Linked DNA regions of Pan troglodytes: region 2 is linked to region 1. Evidence: chromatin contacts called from public HiChIP or PLAC-seq data. All regions are on one chromosome and are shown on one strand. Each heading gives the region's core, a stretch centred on a gene start, on an enhancer-like site or on the middle of the called end of the contact. The rest is flanking DNA. Distances are from core to core; before and after follow the strand shown. Region 1 has its middle 34 kb from the start of GOLGA6L7. Region 2 overlaps APBA2 (amyloid beta precursor protein binding family A member 2).

Region 1 (4,084 bases), core at 669-3,168:
GGACTGGGAAACCCAGATCCTGTCCCCTGCGTAGTGGCGACACACAGGAGAAACCCCTGCCTCACCTCATTGGAGGGACCCTGACCCAGAGGCCTGAGAAAAAGCCGCCTGCAGGCTCCTGGCACCTGCCAACCTGCACCTTAGGAAAACTTGTCCCACTTCAACCTGCAAAGCTCTGGGGTCATTATTTCTAAAATCACTGTCCTTTCTCAAAGAGGAAGGAAAACAGAAAAATAAAACAAAAACAAAAACAGAAAGAGGCACAGGAGGTTGAAGAGGCCAGAGGCAGTTTAGCCCAAAAACAGTGCCAGACGCAAGATGCCGAGTTCGGGGTGCCTCACCCTCCACATGCCCATTTAGGAGCTCACTGCACTCAACCACAGATTTATGTCTGGTGCCTGCCAGGTCGTATCTGAATAGATCTGAAAAATTAAGCCTTCCTTCTGCCAGTAAATACGAAGTTAAGACTAGCAGGCCCCTCTAAGGCTCTGCTCTCCACGGGGGTCCTCGGCAGGCGTCGGAGAAAGGAAGTTCGCCCCCTCCCCGCCTGGGCACACCGAGGCCCGCTGCCCGGCCCATGGCGCCCTGCTTGGCGACCCGGGGCCTCGATGTTCTCCTTCACCATCTGCAGCCAGATCTCCCGCCAGCAGCCTTGCCAGGCAGTGCCTACCATGGGGAAGGCGCCAGGCCGAGGGGCAGGTCCGCGCCGTGCCCCCAACCGGGCACCTGCAGCCCAGGGGCAACGGGGTGTGGGGTTTTGAATTGATAAGTTTTTCCCTCTGGGCCTTATTATAAAGGGAAAGGGAAGGGGGCGAAGATCTGGGCTTGGGTTCTCTGGGGGCAGCGAACCCAGAGGCGACCCCAAACTCAGTAGTTGCCGCCCGGCACGGGGACTTGCTGCCGGTGCCAAGCAGCCCGGCCAGCCCGGCAGGAGTCGAGCGGACAGCCCCGCCACACAGCGCCTCTTGTCCGCGCCGGGTGGCCCCTTGCCGCGGTGCCCCCCGCGCGGGATGCGAAAGCCGCCGCCTGGTCCCCGCCCCGCCCGCCCACCCGTCGTGGGAGGGGTAAGAGGCCGGTCAGAGAGGAGTGGGGCCGCCGGGCTGTACCCCCATATCCCAGCGGCGGCCGCCCCGCAGCCACGCTGAGTCGGGAGGGCAGCGCTCTGGAGCGCTCGGGCCGCAACCTCCGCGCCGCCCCCCACGCGTCCGGGTCCTCGCGGCGCCCCGGGCGGCCCCAGGCTGCCGCCGCCGGCAAGTCAGGCAGCCCAGGTTCCCCAGCTTACCTGGCCAGGGCGCTGGGCTGCCCGGGTACGCCGCCGTCCCCGCCCCGCCGCCGCCGGCTCAGTCCGCGAGGCCGAGCTCTTTGTGAGCCCGCGCCGAGCCGCACACCGCGACTGCTAATGAGCCCGGGAAGCTGAATAGCTTCCCGAATAGCGGCGGGCGCGCCCCGGACGCAGCGTACGGCACGCAGGGCCGCCTCTGCCGGGCGCACGCGGCGCGGCTGCGGGGCGCATCCCGCACCGGCCTGCGGCTGCCGGGCCTGCGCCCCCGCCCCGGCCGCTTCCGCCTCGCCCCCGCCGGGCACACTGGGGCCGGAAAACGATTCCCGGCTAGATCGCGCGCAGTGAAGAGAGGGAAGACAAAGATGCGTCCGCGCCGGGCGTGCGCGAGGTCCTGCGCCCCCTGGCCCCGGCGCTGGGACAGTCTGCAGGGCAGGAGGGTGCACTCGGCACCCCGGGTCCCCCCGGGCCGGTCTCCGGGATCGGGGCTGGAACCCAGGCGCTGGAAGGCGCGGCGCCCCGAACGCCCCGGGCCCTGGGGAGCACACAGATTCCCGGGCGTGCCCCGGCCGTGCTGGCTGGGGAGCTGCAGGGGTCTGGTCCCGCAAGTAGAGCCGGTGAACGCGAGGCTCCGCAGGTAGAGCCGGTGAACGCGAGGCTCCGCACCTTGCCCCGGCCGCCGCGCCCTGCTTGCTCGGCCCCGCGCAGCTGTAATGGACCCTAGAGCGAAGAACCCTCGAGCGAAGAACTCTCGGGGATCGCGGCCTCCGAAGGCCCCATCCGGCAGAGGAGGCCCCCTGCTGCCTCCCCACCGCAGCTCCCTTAGGCGCATGCTGGACTCCCAAGTCTTCCCTGGCGGTCCCCGGTAACCATCCCAGCACCCCGTTTCTGATACTCTGTGCTGCTTTAGCCCCCAGCCCCAGGGCCTCACTCCAGGGCTTTCTCTCCTTGCTGTCCTAAATGGAGAGAACCCTGACCTCCGCGGGGCCCTGGGGAGCGTACACTCCTAGACACTCACATGCATCCCCAGGGGAGCCAGTCTTCCGCCCCTACAGCGCGAGAAATGCCCTGGAGGCCCTCGAAGGTCGTGCTGGAGACTCCGGTGTCACCTTTGGCCCTCTGGCCCTTTCACTGAGTCCCAGGCAGATGTGATGAGCCATGGGAGATGCACAGGATGCCTTGTCTGGGCAGAGCGGGGGCTCAGGGGCCTCCCTCCCCCCAAATCGTGGTGATTTGCCCTCGTTTTCTTTTCTCCTGTGGCTGGACTAGGCGAAGCTGTGGCATGGGAAGTTCTGCCCATGCCAGAAGGCACAGAAGGGCAGGGGGACTTGGGAGTGAGGACAGCGCATCTTCCTGCTGCCCTGAGGGCCCGAGCTGAGCCCCTAAGGAGAAGGGGCTGGGGGAAGCCGAATCCTGAGATGGACTAGGGTTAGATACACTGTGGACTTGGCCTCTCCACACCCTGCCCCCACCAAACATTCACAGGTTTCCAGGGCCAGAGCCGCCAGTGGGGGCTGCTCCTGGTAGGGGAGCTTTATAGCCACAGGGCCAAACAAAGGGGCAAAGGCCAGGGCAGGCCAACGAGGTTCCTGACCTATGCCCCTCCCCACTCAGATGAGCACACCTTCACTGTCTACTTTCCACCTGCATAGACATTCTGCTTACCTGGCTAACACAAAGTTCATCCAGCCTCCTGTGGCCCAGCCTTTCACCAATGCTAATAGTGGGAAGCAACAATTAGGAAGAAGTGATTCTGAGAAGATAAATGCAGTCATCTTCTTGCCTTACTGTTATGTGGTCACATCCCATAGGAAACCAGACACCTGTGCCTGAAGCTGATCCACACAACACCCCCCACCTCCTCAAACCCCCACCCCCATCTGTGTGAACGTGTGTGGGCCGGTAAGTTGCATGCTGTTCCTTCAACAGCCTCCCTTGAGATCTTCCCATGAGCAGGCTCTGGGCCAGTCACTGGAAATTAAACCCCATCGCAGCACCCGGGAGTGATAGTGGCTGAAGTCCTCAGTGCACAAGATGAAAGGTACAGGCCTAGGGCCAAGAACAGTGGCTCCCACCTATAATCCCAATACTTTGGGAAGCTGAAGCAGGAGGCTCGCTTGAGCCCAGGAGTTCAAGACTGCAGTGAGTTGTGATCGTGCCACTGCACTCCAGCCTTGGTGACAGAAGAAGACCCTATCATTTTAAAAAATGAAATAAATTTAAATAAATTTAAAAATAAAGGTACAGGCCTGCCACCAGCCTCACTCAGGACTCCTAAATCTGGTGAGCTTGAGCCAACTGCCAGTATTCAGAGAATTTTTGAAGAATCATTAGGACAAATAGTTAGTGCATGTGAGGCTTAAAACCTAGATGACAGGTTGATAGGTGCAGCAGACCACCATGGCACACATATACCCATGTAACAAACCTACACGTTCTGTACTTGTATCTGGGAACTTAAAATTTTAAATTTAAAAAAAAAAAGTATCTTGGAATGGGAAAGGCCTTTCTAAGTATGCAACAAAATCAAAAAGTGGTAACAAAAAAACAGCTAAGTTTGACTTCAAAGAAACTCTGGCATGGCAATCACTACCATAAGCAAAGTCTACAACAAAGGGGAAAAAATTATTTGCAATTCATATCACAAGCAGCTAATTTCCCTAACACATAGATAGCATCTAGAAATTGATAAGAAAAAAAATCAAAAGAAGGCATCACGGATCATCACCAGGCCCCCACCTTGGCTCACACCTGTAATCCCAGCTACTCAGGAGACTGAGACAGGAGATTCACTTAAGCCCAGGA
Region 2 (3,949 bases), core at 1,416-3,915, 200 kb before region 1:
ACTGGCACTGAGGCTCCTGCAGCTGAGGGACTGGACCCTTTTCTTGTATGTAATTTTAATTAATTGAAATATAAAGAGCCACATGTTAGAGTCATATCCAACCAACCCCCAAGTCCTGTCCATGTTGCCCACAAACCAATCTTGAGTGGCTCCTATGCCAGACAATAAGGCTCCAGCTAGGGGTGGGCAAACCTTTCCTGTAAAGGGGGAGATGGTACGTGTTTTAGGCTTTGTGGTCTCTGTTGCAACTATTCACCGTTGTACCTGAGGTGTAAAGGCAGCCGTAGACAATATGTAAAAGAGGAGGTGTGGCTGTGTGCCAAGGAAACTTTATATGCAAAATCAGGGGGCCAGGAGGATTTGCCATTGTGGCTGCAGTCAGCCGACCTCTGAGCTATCCTAGACCGTGGCTTGGCTGTCCTCTCAGACCCATGTTGGCTATGTCACCTGCCTTATCCCTCCCGACTGCCCACCTCCTGGCCAGAGCCCTTTCCGTTGGGGATTTTGGCCCTGGCTTCCTGGCTCCCCTCCTGCTCCAGCTGGCCCCTCCCTGAGTCCCTCCAGGATCACGGGCCCAGCCATCCTGCAGTTCCCCAGCCCTCGTGCCAGCAACCTCCTGACCTCTTCCCTCCCTCAGCCAGCTGATCCCTGGTCTCACCTCTAACCCATTCTGATGCTAAAATCATCAACTGGCCCAGCTTGGGCGCCGCCATCCACCACTTCAATAACATCCGCCCAGTATCCTCAGCTCCCTGACCCCAGTCCTGTGTATCTGCCCACAGGAGTTCAGCAAATCTCCAATCTGTTTTCTCTGGACCCGAGGCTGGAAAAAGCTGCCCAAGAGGGCAAATGAGTGCCATGATAAATGTATTATAAGAGTGTATTATAAGAGTGCCAAATGCCCCACAAACACCCTCACAACTCTCATCTATCTCTCTGGGAAACTCAGATTCTTCCTCCATGCAAGAGTTATTCCAGACCCCTCCACTGCCTCAAACTCCTGGCTGCCCCTCCCTCACCTGCTCAGACAGACCAGGTGGGGAGCTTCGCATTGGTGCTCAGCCCATTTGGCCCTCCTTCCTGCTTTCCTGGGCAGTAGTAGGTCTGCGTGCCCCTGGGGTCAGAGGATCACCTGTGCTCCCAGCCGTCTCTCCCTACAGGGCCCCCCTATCCCTCCCCTTTGCATCTAACTGAGTCCTATCAATGGGGTCCTCCCACAGCTTTTAAATATCCTCCATTCACCCCTTGCCCTGGAGCCGATAAACCTTCTCCCAGCTGGGCAGGGCTGCAGGCACCAATGTGGGGGACTGCAGGATTCAGGGGTGGCACCAGGGGAGGAACCCCTGTCCACCTGTCTCTCAGAGGGTACACCGGGGCCTGTCACCAGGGGAATCAGAGGCAGCCCCACAGAGGGAACAGGACCCATCTATCCCAATGCAGTACCCCTACCATACCCTGGCGCTTCTTAAGAGTGAAGTGTGCACATCTGCCTAGCTGGGGGGCTTGGAGAGCGTGTATGACAGCCCTGGCTGCCACAGGCTCGCCAGACATGCCCTGTGCTGCCTTTTATGGCATCTGGCTGTGGGGCTGGGAAGGCTCCCAGCGCCTGAGGTAGGCCTGTTTCTAGTACCTCATACCACCTTGCCGTCCCCAGTGAGCACGGCTCAACAGGCACTCCCCAGTGAAGCCCCAGTCACCCAGTGGGGCCCAATGCAGTGGCTCTCATTGACCACTAGATGGCGTCACTTTGTTCTGCAGGAAAGCTCTGGTTCTTCCAGGCGCCCCAGGTACCCCAGCCTCACAGCCCCAGCAGGTGACCAGGGCCTTGGGCGAGTGTCCTTATGTCCCCTCTGTGGCAGGGGCTGCCTGGCACCCTGTCGGCCCCAGGCCCTGGGGAGGCTGGGAGGCCAGCCCTCCCTTTGGAATCTGACTCCTACCTTTCCAGGCACTGCCCCTTGGCTTCTCTCTCGCCAGCCCCCAGGGTGGCCCTGGTCAGCGCACCAGACCCTTCTGAGGTTCACATTTCCGTGTCGACCCATGTCCTTGAGTAGATTTAGGAAAGACTGGCCTCGTCTCCCCCTGAAGTGAGCGTCAGTAGTTCTGGGGCCCATCTGGGCACAGACTGCTGCGTGTGAAGGGTGCCCCATCCCAGGCAGGGGGTCACCACTGGCACCCACGGATGCCTGCTTCCGGGATGAGGCCAGTGAAGCACTCAAGGGCCTTGCTGCAACTCCAGCCACCACCCACCTCTGCCTGGGGGCCTTCCATGCCTGCCTTGCTCTTTTGTTCAGCGAGAAACAATCGAGTCCAAGGTGGCCCCAGCATCCTGCCTCCCACTCACACGCACCACGGGAGGAGAACCCAGACCCAGAGAAGAGTCCAGTGGGGGTGGCATGGTGCCGGGAGTATATCAGATTCATGGGCACAGCTCTCAACTTCCGCAGGAAACGCAGAACCCAAATCTAACAGCTTCGTTAGAAAATGAAAGCAGCTAGCCCTACATGTTTGGGTAGAAATTTCTGTTACTTTGCTCAAGTCTTGCACTGACCCTAAGCTGAGACCACCAGAGGGAGACAAAATGACAAGATAATCAAGATACAGGTTTAAAGATCTTGTCTCCCCAGAGAGTGATTTATCCTTTTCGCACCGTATATCTTACTCACATAGGCATATGCACAGTGTATCTGCACAGTCTGGAGAAGAATAAGGCGCTCCAGGTTCTCCCCTGCCAGAGGAAGCCTCTGTTTGAAACACCGCTTAGGAAAACCCTAGGCCCTCTGGACAGGGAAGGGGAGGGGAGTCCCACAGCTTCAAGCCTGAGGGTCTCCACTCCTGCCACCTTTGGAGAAAATTATCCTGAACATGGGTGGTGGACAGAGTCTTCTAAGGTGCCAGTGTGGCCCCAGGGGGTCTCATTAGCTCCAAGACCTGTCCCTGTATCTCCTGGGGGTCTGGGAGGAGGTGGCTGGGTGGAGCTGGAGCACAGGTGTATGTGGGAGTGTGGGGGTGCGTCCACAAGGCCCGCTGCTCTCTGCAAAGGCACAGAGTCTTGGAGTACAGCCCTCATGCCCAACACACCAGACCTCTGTGCAACAATGGTACAGTTCCACCCAGTCCTCAACCACGCCATGAAGCAATCTCAGGGTCCCAATTTTACAAATAAGGACCATCTAAGTGGGACACGTGGCTTTGCCCAAGTTCACTGTCATGAGTTCAGGTGCTCAGCATTTCTGAACCTACTGTATAAAGACCGGTGTTAAGACAGAAACATGGAGCTCACAGGCTACACAGTGAGGCTGACATCAGTCCCACAGCCACAGAACAAATGCATCAGGATGGGCCATGGTGAATGCTCAAAAGGGAGGCTATGGCCCTGGGAAGGAAGGGACAGGGAGGCTGCTCTGGTGAGGAATTTGGGGGTGGCTGCTGTTTAAGCTGAGGTCTGGAGGAGGAGAAGGAATCAACAAGCCGTAAGGCAAAAGGAGGAGAAAGCTTCCCAGGCTGAGGCGGGAGCAGGTGCAAAGGCCCTAGGGTGCAGAGACAATGACACCTTAGAAGAGCTATAGGATGTCTGGACTGCCGAGGCCTAGGGCATGGGCCAGCAGCTGAGACAAGTCGAGGGTGGGGAGGAAGCGCTGCCCAGATGTGAGGACCCTGGGGCCACGGGTGACAGGCCATAAGGACTGTCACTCCAGGGTATCCATCAGGGAAGTGGCCCAACCACTCCTTCATTAGAAATGAACTCTGGCAGAGGGGCAGGCAGCAGAGAGGAAGAAGGGAGAGCAGCTGAGAGGCTACTGTAGCCATCCCAGCACATGAGTGGTGATGATGGTATGGACAGGGTGACAATGGAAATGGATAGACAGCAACAGATGGGGATTTAGGGGTCCATCAACAGGACGGGAAGTTGGACTGGAGTCTGAGAGAGGATGAGGACGCTAGACAATGG

Evidence for each region. HiChIP or PLAC-seq counts read pairs in DNA pulled down with a chosen protein or histone mark.
Region 2: a contact with region 1 is called in an H3K4me3 HiChIP or PLAC-seq map of stem cell-derived excitatory neurons, with 7 times the contacts expected there. The contact joins two enhancer-like sites. A contact is called at or near these places in 1 of 7 Hi-C or Micro-C datasets (stem cell-derived neural progenitor cells) and 1 of 1 datasets of contacts at active chromatin or transcription factors (stem cell-derived excitatory neurons).

The regions. Positions count from the first base shown.
Region 1 is chr16:5,751,130-5,755,213 of NHGRI_mPanTro3-v2.0_pri, reverse strand. No RefSeq gene overlaps it. Among named protein-coding and RNA genes, the nearest start is that of GOLGA6L7, 34 kb to the right of the region's middle. Within about 2 kb of position 1,918, at least 17 of the 24 cell types and tissues checked have an H3K27ac peak or open chromatin away from gene starts, as enhancers often do. A contact at or near this core is called in stem cell-derived excitatory neurons, where this site is marked.
Region 2 is chr16:5,955,792-5,959,740 of NHGRI_mPanTro3-v2.0_pri, reverse strand. All of the region lies in intron 5 of APBA2 (amyloid beta precursor protein binding family A member 2), which reads right to left. Among named protein-coding and RNA genes, the nearest start is that of APBA2, 170 kb to the right of the region's middle. Within about 2 kb of position 2,665, at least 8 of the 24 cell types and tissues checked have an H3K27ac peak or open chromatin away from gene starts, as enhancers often do. A contact at or near this core is called in stem cell-derived excitatory neurons, where this site is marked.